Regions from separate parts of the Pan troglodytes genome. Here region 2 is linked to region 1. A link is a contact called in public HiChIP or PLAC-seq data. All regions are on one chromosome and are shown on one strand. Each heading gives the region's core, a stretch centred on a gene start, on an enhancer-like site or on the middle of the called end of the contact. The rest is flanking DNA. Distances are from core to core; before and after follow the strand shown.

Evidence for each region. HiChIP or PLAC-seq counts read pairs in DNA pulled down with a chosen protein or histone mark.
Region 2: a contact with region 1 is called in an H3K4me3 HiChIP or PLAC-seq map of stem cell-derived excitatory neurons, with 2.8 times the contacts expected there. The contact joins the promoter of RWDD2A here to the promoter of DOP1A in region 1. A contact is called at or near these places in 2 of 7 Hi-C or Micro-C datasets (induced pluripotent stem cells and stem cell-derived neural progenitor cells), 1 of 1 datasets of contacts at active chromatin or transcription factors (stem cell-derived excitatory neurons) and 1 of 1 other capture datasets (stem cell-derived neural stem cells).

What each region holds. Positions count from the first base shown.
Region 1 is chr5:95,091,999-95,095,877 of NHGRI_mPanTro3-v2.0_pri, reverse strand. It overlaps DOP1A (DOP1 leucine zipper like protein A), which reads right to left and starts at 1,676. Exons shown (of 37, transcript XM_063813236.1): 1 at 1,564-1,676. UBE3D (ubiquitin protein ligase E3D) reads left to right here and starts at 3,503. Exons shown (of 11, transcript XR_010158087.1): 1 at 3,503-3,702.
Region 2 is chr5:95,218,175-95,222,053 of NHGRI_mPanTro3-v2.0_pri, reverse strand. RWDD2A (RWD domain containing 2A) reads right to left here and starts at 1,838. Exons shown (of 3, transcript XM_527440.7): 1 at 1,712-1,838; 2 at 504-843. The coding sequence starts at 704. It overlaps PGM3 (phosphoglucomutase 3), which reads left to right and starts at 1,861. Exons shown (of 13, transcript NM_001279797.1): 1 at 1,861-1,976.

The DNA.
Region 1 (3,879 bases), core at 427-2,926:
ATAAGCAAAAAAGTTAAACCTAGTTTAAGCTAGTGTGCTCCCAAATTATTTGCCATTGAACACTGCTTTGGGGAAAGTAAGCCTATTAAATGGTTTTAGAACACTGTTCTGGGGGAAAACATCAGTTTGGAAAACCCTGGTCTTTTCAAATTTCCTTAAACAATGACAAAACCGAAGCCTGCAGATCACATCTGGTTAGTAGCAGATTAAAGCACTTGAATCTAATCTCTTCATTCCCAGGCCAGAGCTCACTCCTTTACTTTAACTACAAAATAGGACTTCTTTGAATGTATACAAACATTTAACTGACAACACTTACCTTACATTTAAGATTTGGGTTATGGTGTCACATTTTCTGGTTTGTGTATTAAATCAGGTGTTTTTAGTTCTTTCAGCACTAGGTACCTAATAATCAAGCCCACGTGGAGATTTGCTACTGCTTAACAATTACAGAGAATGATTTAGTTATCAGTTGTGGCCGAAAGTAATCACTAAAATAAAGCATTTAGACTACTCGTGGTTTTAATTTACTCATAACTTCAGTTGGCCCACCTAAATCACTGTGTTATCTATCAGGTGGTGAGTTACTTAGCACATAATGCCGACATATGTTATTCACTGTAGACCATATTAATACCCACAAACAAAATTAAAATGTGAGAACTTATGTCTGCATAGACAATGGCCAACAACATCAAAACAGATTTTTCTCTCTCTACAGTTCAGGGCCTATTTGTCAGGCAAACAGTTTCCTACATTTTTGGTAATTATCATTTTTTTTGACTGCTTTAGCTGGAGTCGAAGTCATTTTCCCAATCTTTACATTTCTCAAACGCCATAGAACTCTAAGATAGTGTAAAAATGTTCAAACACAATTTAGTTAGCTTAAGAAAAATAGTTGTGTGCCATTCCCCGCCCCCTCAGGGTACAAGACTGGAGGAGGCCCAAACAAGTGACTATTGTTATGTTGCAACTTTAAAAGGCTTGGGAATCAAAGGTGATAATTGTTAACAACACCCGTTTGACTCTTATGACTTCCTCTTAATAAACTTCGGTACTCCTTTCTAAGCCCCCTGGAGAACATGAACCATCGCGGGCCTACGTGTCTCCTCAATGCTAAAAGAACCCACCAGCCGAGAAGGCACAACGCCTCGATTCCTTCAACAAAGAGGTTACTCCGCGCGCCTCCATCGCACAGGTGCGACCTCTGCCCCAGCCTTGCGCACCGCTCCGCCCCAGCAGGGGAGGCTCGGGACCTGCCCCCGGCTCCCCGGCCCCGCCTCCGGCCTCCCTCACCTGGGGCCGCCCTCGCGCCTCTGCCCGGCCCAGGCCCCGGCCCCAGCCCTGGCCCTCCAGTCCCCGCGCAGCTCCCGACTCCCCGGAAACCAGAGGGCGGCCGACCAGCTTCGCGGCTGCTGGCGGGGCCGGAGCGGCAACACCCCCGACGCCACAGCAGTCAGACTCGCAAGGCGTCCCCGCGGCTCAGGACCTAGCCGGGCCGAGAAGGATGCTCGGAGCCGGCTACCAGCCTAGCGACCGCACTGGGGGCGGGGACGCTTTTACCTGCTGCTGGCTCGGCCGCTTCTCGCCGGCGCAGCTCTCCTGGCAACCACGGCAGCTACACCGAGACCGGGAGCCGAAGGGCCTAGTGACAGCTCCCAGAGTGCACCGTGCTCGCGCCCACGCCAGCGTCGACGTCTGAGGCCTTCGATCCCCGCCCCCGATCGGCTTCCTGCCTCCCGGCGCTAGCTGTTGCCACAGCGCCCTCAAGTGGACTGTCGCGGGAAGCGGCCATGGCTACCAATTTCAGGAGTGGCTAGAAAGGGGGTTAGCAGATGTTTTCATTTGAAGAGATAATAGGAACTGAAAACAGCTTTTAAATATTATTTGAATAGTTTCTCAATATTTCATATGAGTAACCTGCATCCCAGAGAGGTTAGGAGACTTGTGAAGTTAGGAGACAAGTAGTTGGTGTCAGATTTGGAACTTCTTTGAGTCTAGAGCTCTATCAATCATATCTGGTTACTCCAAGGTAAATTGCACCGTTTTGCCAACACCATACGGTAAAAAAATGAAAGTTTTTACAAATACGTAACTAAATATATAACAATCTTTTAAGCTAACAAAACAATTATAAAGAGTAAGCTGTGCTAAGGAAGTTGTATATTTCAATATAATGTGTCAATATTTAAGCATTCAATAGCCTCGGGTATTAAAGGTGGAAGATATGAAGAGTTGAAATCATCATCCTTCAAATAGATGAATTATTTGAGACCAAATAATAGTAAACTTTATTTTTTTAAGTGAGCTGTTGCTTCCATCTATAACTTCAAATTATTGTGATAGATATAATAATTTGTGCATCAACATAATAAACTTTAATCACCCCAAATACTGATTTTAGAAAAATTGTCAAGCTATTATCTTAAAATATATGACAGGATTTATTTATTTAGAATTTATTTATGGTTTAGGCTGGGCATGGTGGCTCACACCTGTAATCTCAGCACTTTGGGAGGCCAAGGTGGGCGGATCTACCAAAAACAGAAAAATTAGCCTGGCATGGTGGCGCGCGCGCCTGTAATCCCAGCTACTCGGGAGACTGAAGCAGGAGAATCACTTGAACCCAGGAGGCAGAGGTTGCAGTGAGCCGAGATCACGCCACTGCACTCCAGCCTTGGCGACAGAGCGAGACTCCGAAAAAAAATAAATAAATAAAAGCAGCTCCTTGTTTTTAAGAAGCCCTATTGTAATTCTACCCTGGTCTTATATTTTAATAGTTCTTCATTATAAGTATTTACATTATACCAGGTTCTTTACTGTGTCAAACTTTTCAAAACTATCTTCTGGTAGTAAACTTCTCCAACTTCTCTTAGTTTTTACTTTTGTGAAAGTGAATAGTGGAGCTGTACATACGTAATCATTCTCATCTTCCTTTTTTACCCCCTAAAAAATGGTTAGTCCTGATAGACTTCAGCCACACTCTTCTGCATTAGGTAACAAAGAACTTCCTTATATTTTTGCACCTGTTTCAATTTTGGAGCTATCCTGTCTAAGTTGAGAAGCAATGGCAAGTCAATTCTTGAAAATTTTGTCGCTTTACATAGAGGCTAACAAACGACCCTTGTTCATAAAGAGACCAAGATAAAGTGGGTTTGGGGCCGGGAATTCTGTTCTTGGATCTCCTGGGGACAAAGCCCACCTGTAACACTTGCCTCCATCATCTCCCTCCCTTCGAGCTAGCCAAAGGTGTGAACCCTGGGTCTGATTTTTATGGTCATTTCCAGGGATGCTAACGCGCCAAGTCACGCTCATAAGAAGCAGAGTGGGGCGATAGCTAGCCTCTCGCCGCCCACCTTTCTCAGCACTCTGGGCCAAAGCCTGGTTTTGAAAATGCGCGCCCCGCCCCGGCCTCCGGGGTCACGCGCCTTCTCGGTGGTGCACTCTCCGGCCGGCAGGTGGCGCTGTGAGCTGGTAGGCGGCGCCAGCCCTGCGATCTGGCACAGGCGCCTGCGCCGCAGCGGGGCTGCTGCTGGTTGGTTCGCACGTGGAACCTCTCCTGGTCCTGTTGACCCGGGCCCCTCGGAACCTCCAGCTTGGTCCGGTCTGGGACTGGACGCCTGCCATGGCGGCTTCTGCGGCGGAGACGCGCGTGTTTCTGGAGGTGCGGGGACAGCTGCAGAGCGCGCTTCTGATCCTGGGGTAAGAACTGGGATTCTAGGCGCAGTGCCCAGCTCGCTTTACTGCTGCCCGGGGGTCGGGGGCTGGTGAGTCTCTCTCTGTACGAGGGAGTTTGAGTTTCTTCTTTCCAGTTGCGTAGAGCCTCTCGATCACTCAAAGTGAAGCTTTCCCCTGTAGTCGCCTCCGCCACTCCCACCC
Region 2 (3,879 bases), core at 589-3,088, 130 kb before region 1:
ACAACAGTGGTTCTCAAATGCCCAGTCCACGTATTACCTATGCTATGCTAATGTTGCTGGAGATAAATGGATCAGAAGATGGAGGTAAATTCATTTTTAGTCTTTAGATTTTTCCATCCGTATTTGCTTTCTGTGTTATGGTGCCATCAAAAAATCCACTCATTCACTCCTTAAAAGACAGTTTTGTTACAGGAGATATTTAGATTTATGAAAATCATGATACATGTGAAAGGTAGTCCAACTGGATGGGTGAACAAAATAATAATGGCATAAGACTGCAAGATAGCGTCAATAAAAACTCCAGGTATATTTGTTAAAAAGGTGTGTATGTTTACATAAAATTAAAGATATTTACTGAAGACAATTTATAGAGCATTCCGTATCTTTCAAACAAGGAAATATGCACCTGGAATATTTCTATCTTTCCTTGACAGAAAGCTCATGTTCTAGATGTTTCAGTTAAAAACTGGGCACCTGGCAAACACTTAAATCAGGGTACCTACCTTGGGCTCTTCAATCTGGAGCGTAATTACAAATTCGATTTTTGGTGGCAGCGCCTCCCTTGTGCCTTCCAAATACCTCTTTATATTCGTCAGGGCATTTACATCTTCAAGTTTTACTTCTCCTTGGTTAGGAAACATAGAAAACAGCATTTCCATCTCCAGTAGCTGAAGCTGAAGGCTTTCTTTCACCGAAGCAGACATGTTGCCTCGCAATCAGCCTGCTGGAAACCTCACAAGGCTCAGGGACGCTGGGTTTGTCAATGCCAGCCGGTATCCAGCGAAATTTCCCGAAGGTCCCTTTACGTGGAAGCAATTCTGCAGGAACGATTTGCACCGAGAGCTAGGGGCACAAACCAGACACTTACACTCTTCTTTATTTCCTGACTCCAAAATCTACTATGCACAACATCCTCTAAAACACTCCGTTAAAACCCATATTCTGCGTACCCGGGCTCCGGGTTCCCGCCTCCCGCACCCCGCACTAGATAGGGGAATCTGCACTTTCAACAGGTGTTGGGAACTGTCCCGCTGCAGGTGGCAGGCAGACACCTGCAGACGCTCTGCAAGCCTGAATTCTGGGAAAGGCTGGGGGCCGGCTTCCAATCCCACCCGGGGCTCGGGCTTGGGCGGAGCCAGACGCTGCGGCGAGAGAGGCCGCAGTGCCAGCAGGATGGGCTCCGAGTTCCCCAGCGCCAGTCGCCACCCCTCGGTCCTGGACTCGCGGACCGCCTCCCCCCGACACCGGGGTGGCCTTTTCGCTTGAGCCGCATTCCAGGGCTCCGGACGTTTACGATTCACTGGCCTCTGCCCCGAGGGACCCAGGATAAGGGTAGGGGGTGTCTCAGAGGTCATTAAATAAAAGATGTTTACAGTGAGCTGGGGGAAGGGGGTACCCGGGGAGACGGCAGCCGGAGAAGGCTTCCCAGATTCAAAGGTTTGGGAGATGACCTCGACGTCGGAGAGGGGGATGCGGGCCGCCGGCGGCGCTCACTGTGGGCGAGGTCGCCCTGTCCGAGGCCCAGCGACGGGGCTGATTCCCCACCCCCGCTCCTAGCCAAGACCACTAGGAACCCCGGCTTCCCAGGAACGCAGGGCCTGCCGCCCCCAGAGGCCCGGATTTGGAGGCGGAGGCTGTGCCTCCGCGGCCGCAGTGCTCTGAGGGCCCGCGACCCTCGGCCCCAACCCCCGGGCCACCGCGGGGGCCTCACCCTTTCTGGTCATTCAATGGTAACAGCCCCAGACCCCGCTCGGAACCGCAGCCGCAGTTCCTCAGGCGCCAGCTGCGCGCGACCGGCGGCGAGGCGGGGGCGGGGCTGGCGGATAGTCCTCTGCCGTGATTGGCCAGGGGGCGTGGCGACGAGCCGGAAGCCACGCAGGGCCACGTCTGCGGTTCTGAGGACTGGGTTTGGGTGCAGACGTCGTTGCTTGGGCGCTTCTCCGCTGCGTGTAGGTGAAGGGGGCTTCCTGACCGAGGTAAGCCGGGCCCCGAGGCTCGGAGTTGAGAAGGGAGACTACCGGTCGGCAAGGGCTCGGTGGGAGCGGGACAGGTCAGATTCTCGGCCCGACGGAGGGGCTAGTGATCTGGCGGGCGACTGACCGAGCGGCGGAGCGCGCGGGACACACCTACAGGGCCCTGCGCCCCGCGGGCGGGCTGGTCGGGCCGGGCCGCGGGTCTCCTGCCGGGGCTCTGGTACGTGGACCTAGGCGGGGACCTCAGGGTGGAGTGCCGGGAATCACCCTTGTGCGGTGATTCGAGGGTAGGCGGGAGAGAGGCACCAAGGAGATTTGAAGATTGAATGGAGAGTAGGGGGATACTCTTAACTTTTTGCGTGGACGCTGGATTTGGCAAATATGCTTTCAATAAAGGCATTCGCAGACGCATTGAAAGTAGTTGTAGGGCCTAAAACGCATGAAAGGATGAACTCATATTATCTGGACCTTTTTTTTTTTTAATGGCTTTTTGGAGTTAACAGGACTGGTTTACACTCTTATGAATAATCATGACACATAACTGACTGCTCAGTTTTTACAAATATGTATTCATCCTTAGGAAAGAGATCTGATCACTGTCTTGAACTAATTAGCTTACTGAATGCCAGCTTTTTCCAACTGGACAAAAGCAAGTATTTTTCACCATTTCTTGTAAGTTCTGTTCATTGAAGCAATGAAGGACAATAAAGAAAACAAAATTATGAGGCTAGCAGCTGGCGGACTGCTCCTTATCTCTGGGCTAATTGGGAATTAATTGACCCAGGAAATGTAGTATATGGACTACTGAAGGAAAACTACTGACTGAGGTTGGAAACCCCAAGTTCCACTTAATGGGAGTATCCCAGAGAAAGCAGTATTAGTGGGCTAAGGGCCGATTTTTTGTTGTTGTTTGTTTGGAGACGGAGTCTCACCCTGTCGCCCAGCCTGGAGTGCAGTGGCGCGATCTCGGCTCACTGCGACCTCCACCCGCGGGTTCAAGCGATTCTCCTGCCTCAGCCTCATGAGTAGCTGGGACTACAGGCGCGCACCACCACGCCAGGCTACTTTTTGTATTTTTAGTAGAGACAGGGGTTTCACCATGTTGGTCAGGCTGTTCTTGAATTCCTGACCTCGTGATCCGCCCGCCTTGGCCTCCCAAAATGCTGGGATTACAGGCGTGAGCCACCTCACCTGGCCTGTTTTTTTTTTTTTTTTTTTTTTTGAGGCCGAGTCTCCCTTTGTCACCCAGGCTGGAGTGCAGTGGCGCGATCTCGGCTCACTGCAACCTCTGCCTCCCGAGTAGCTGGGATTACAGGCGCCCGCCAACACGCCCGACTAATTTTTTTGTATTTTTAGTAGAGAGGCGGTTTCGCCATGTTGGCCAGGCTGGTTTCAAACTCCTGACCTCAGGTGATCCGCCTGCCTTGGCCTCTCAAAGTGCTAAGATTACTGGCGTGAGCCACCGCTCCCGGCCGATGTTTTATTTTTAAAAGTAAAGGAAAAAGGTGGCATTCTTTCGGAAGAAGATATTGCTAGTTTTAGAGCAACATCTTAGAAGGGAGTCCTGATTGTTTTTAGCAAATGGAAAAAGATCTGGGTAGTCCTGGAGAAGAAACTGTTGCCTTTTGCTTTTCCTTTAAGAATATGTCTCTGTAGTTTGGGAGAAATAGCAAAAGAACCACAAAGATTTCTCAGATATTTGGGGATATGTAGTTTCAGTCCACTCAAGAATCTGACTTTAGGCCTCAATCCGTCACCAGCTATCTATGTTAATTTAGGTTAGTTTCCCTTTTTGTAAAATGAAATGATCTTTGAGCTCATTGGAGTCTCTGAATAGGTGTAAAATCTTCATTTTAGTTGAGAGGGGACCAATTTAAGTGTGCCCGGGGTCCAGGAATAGTCCTGG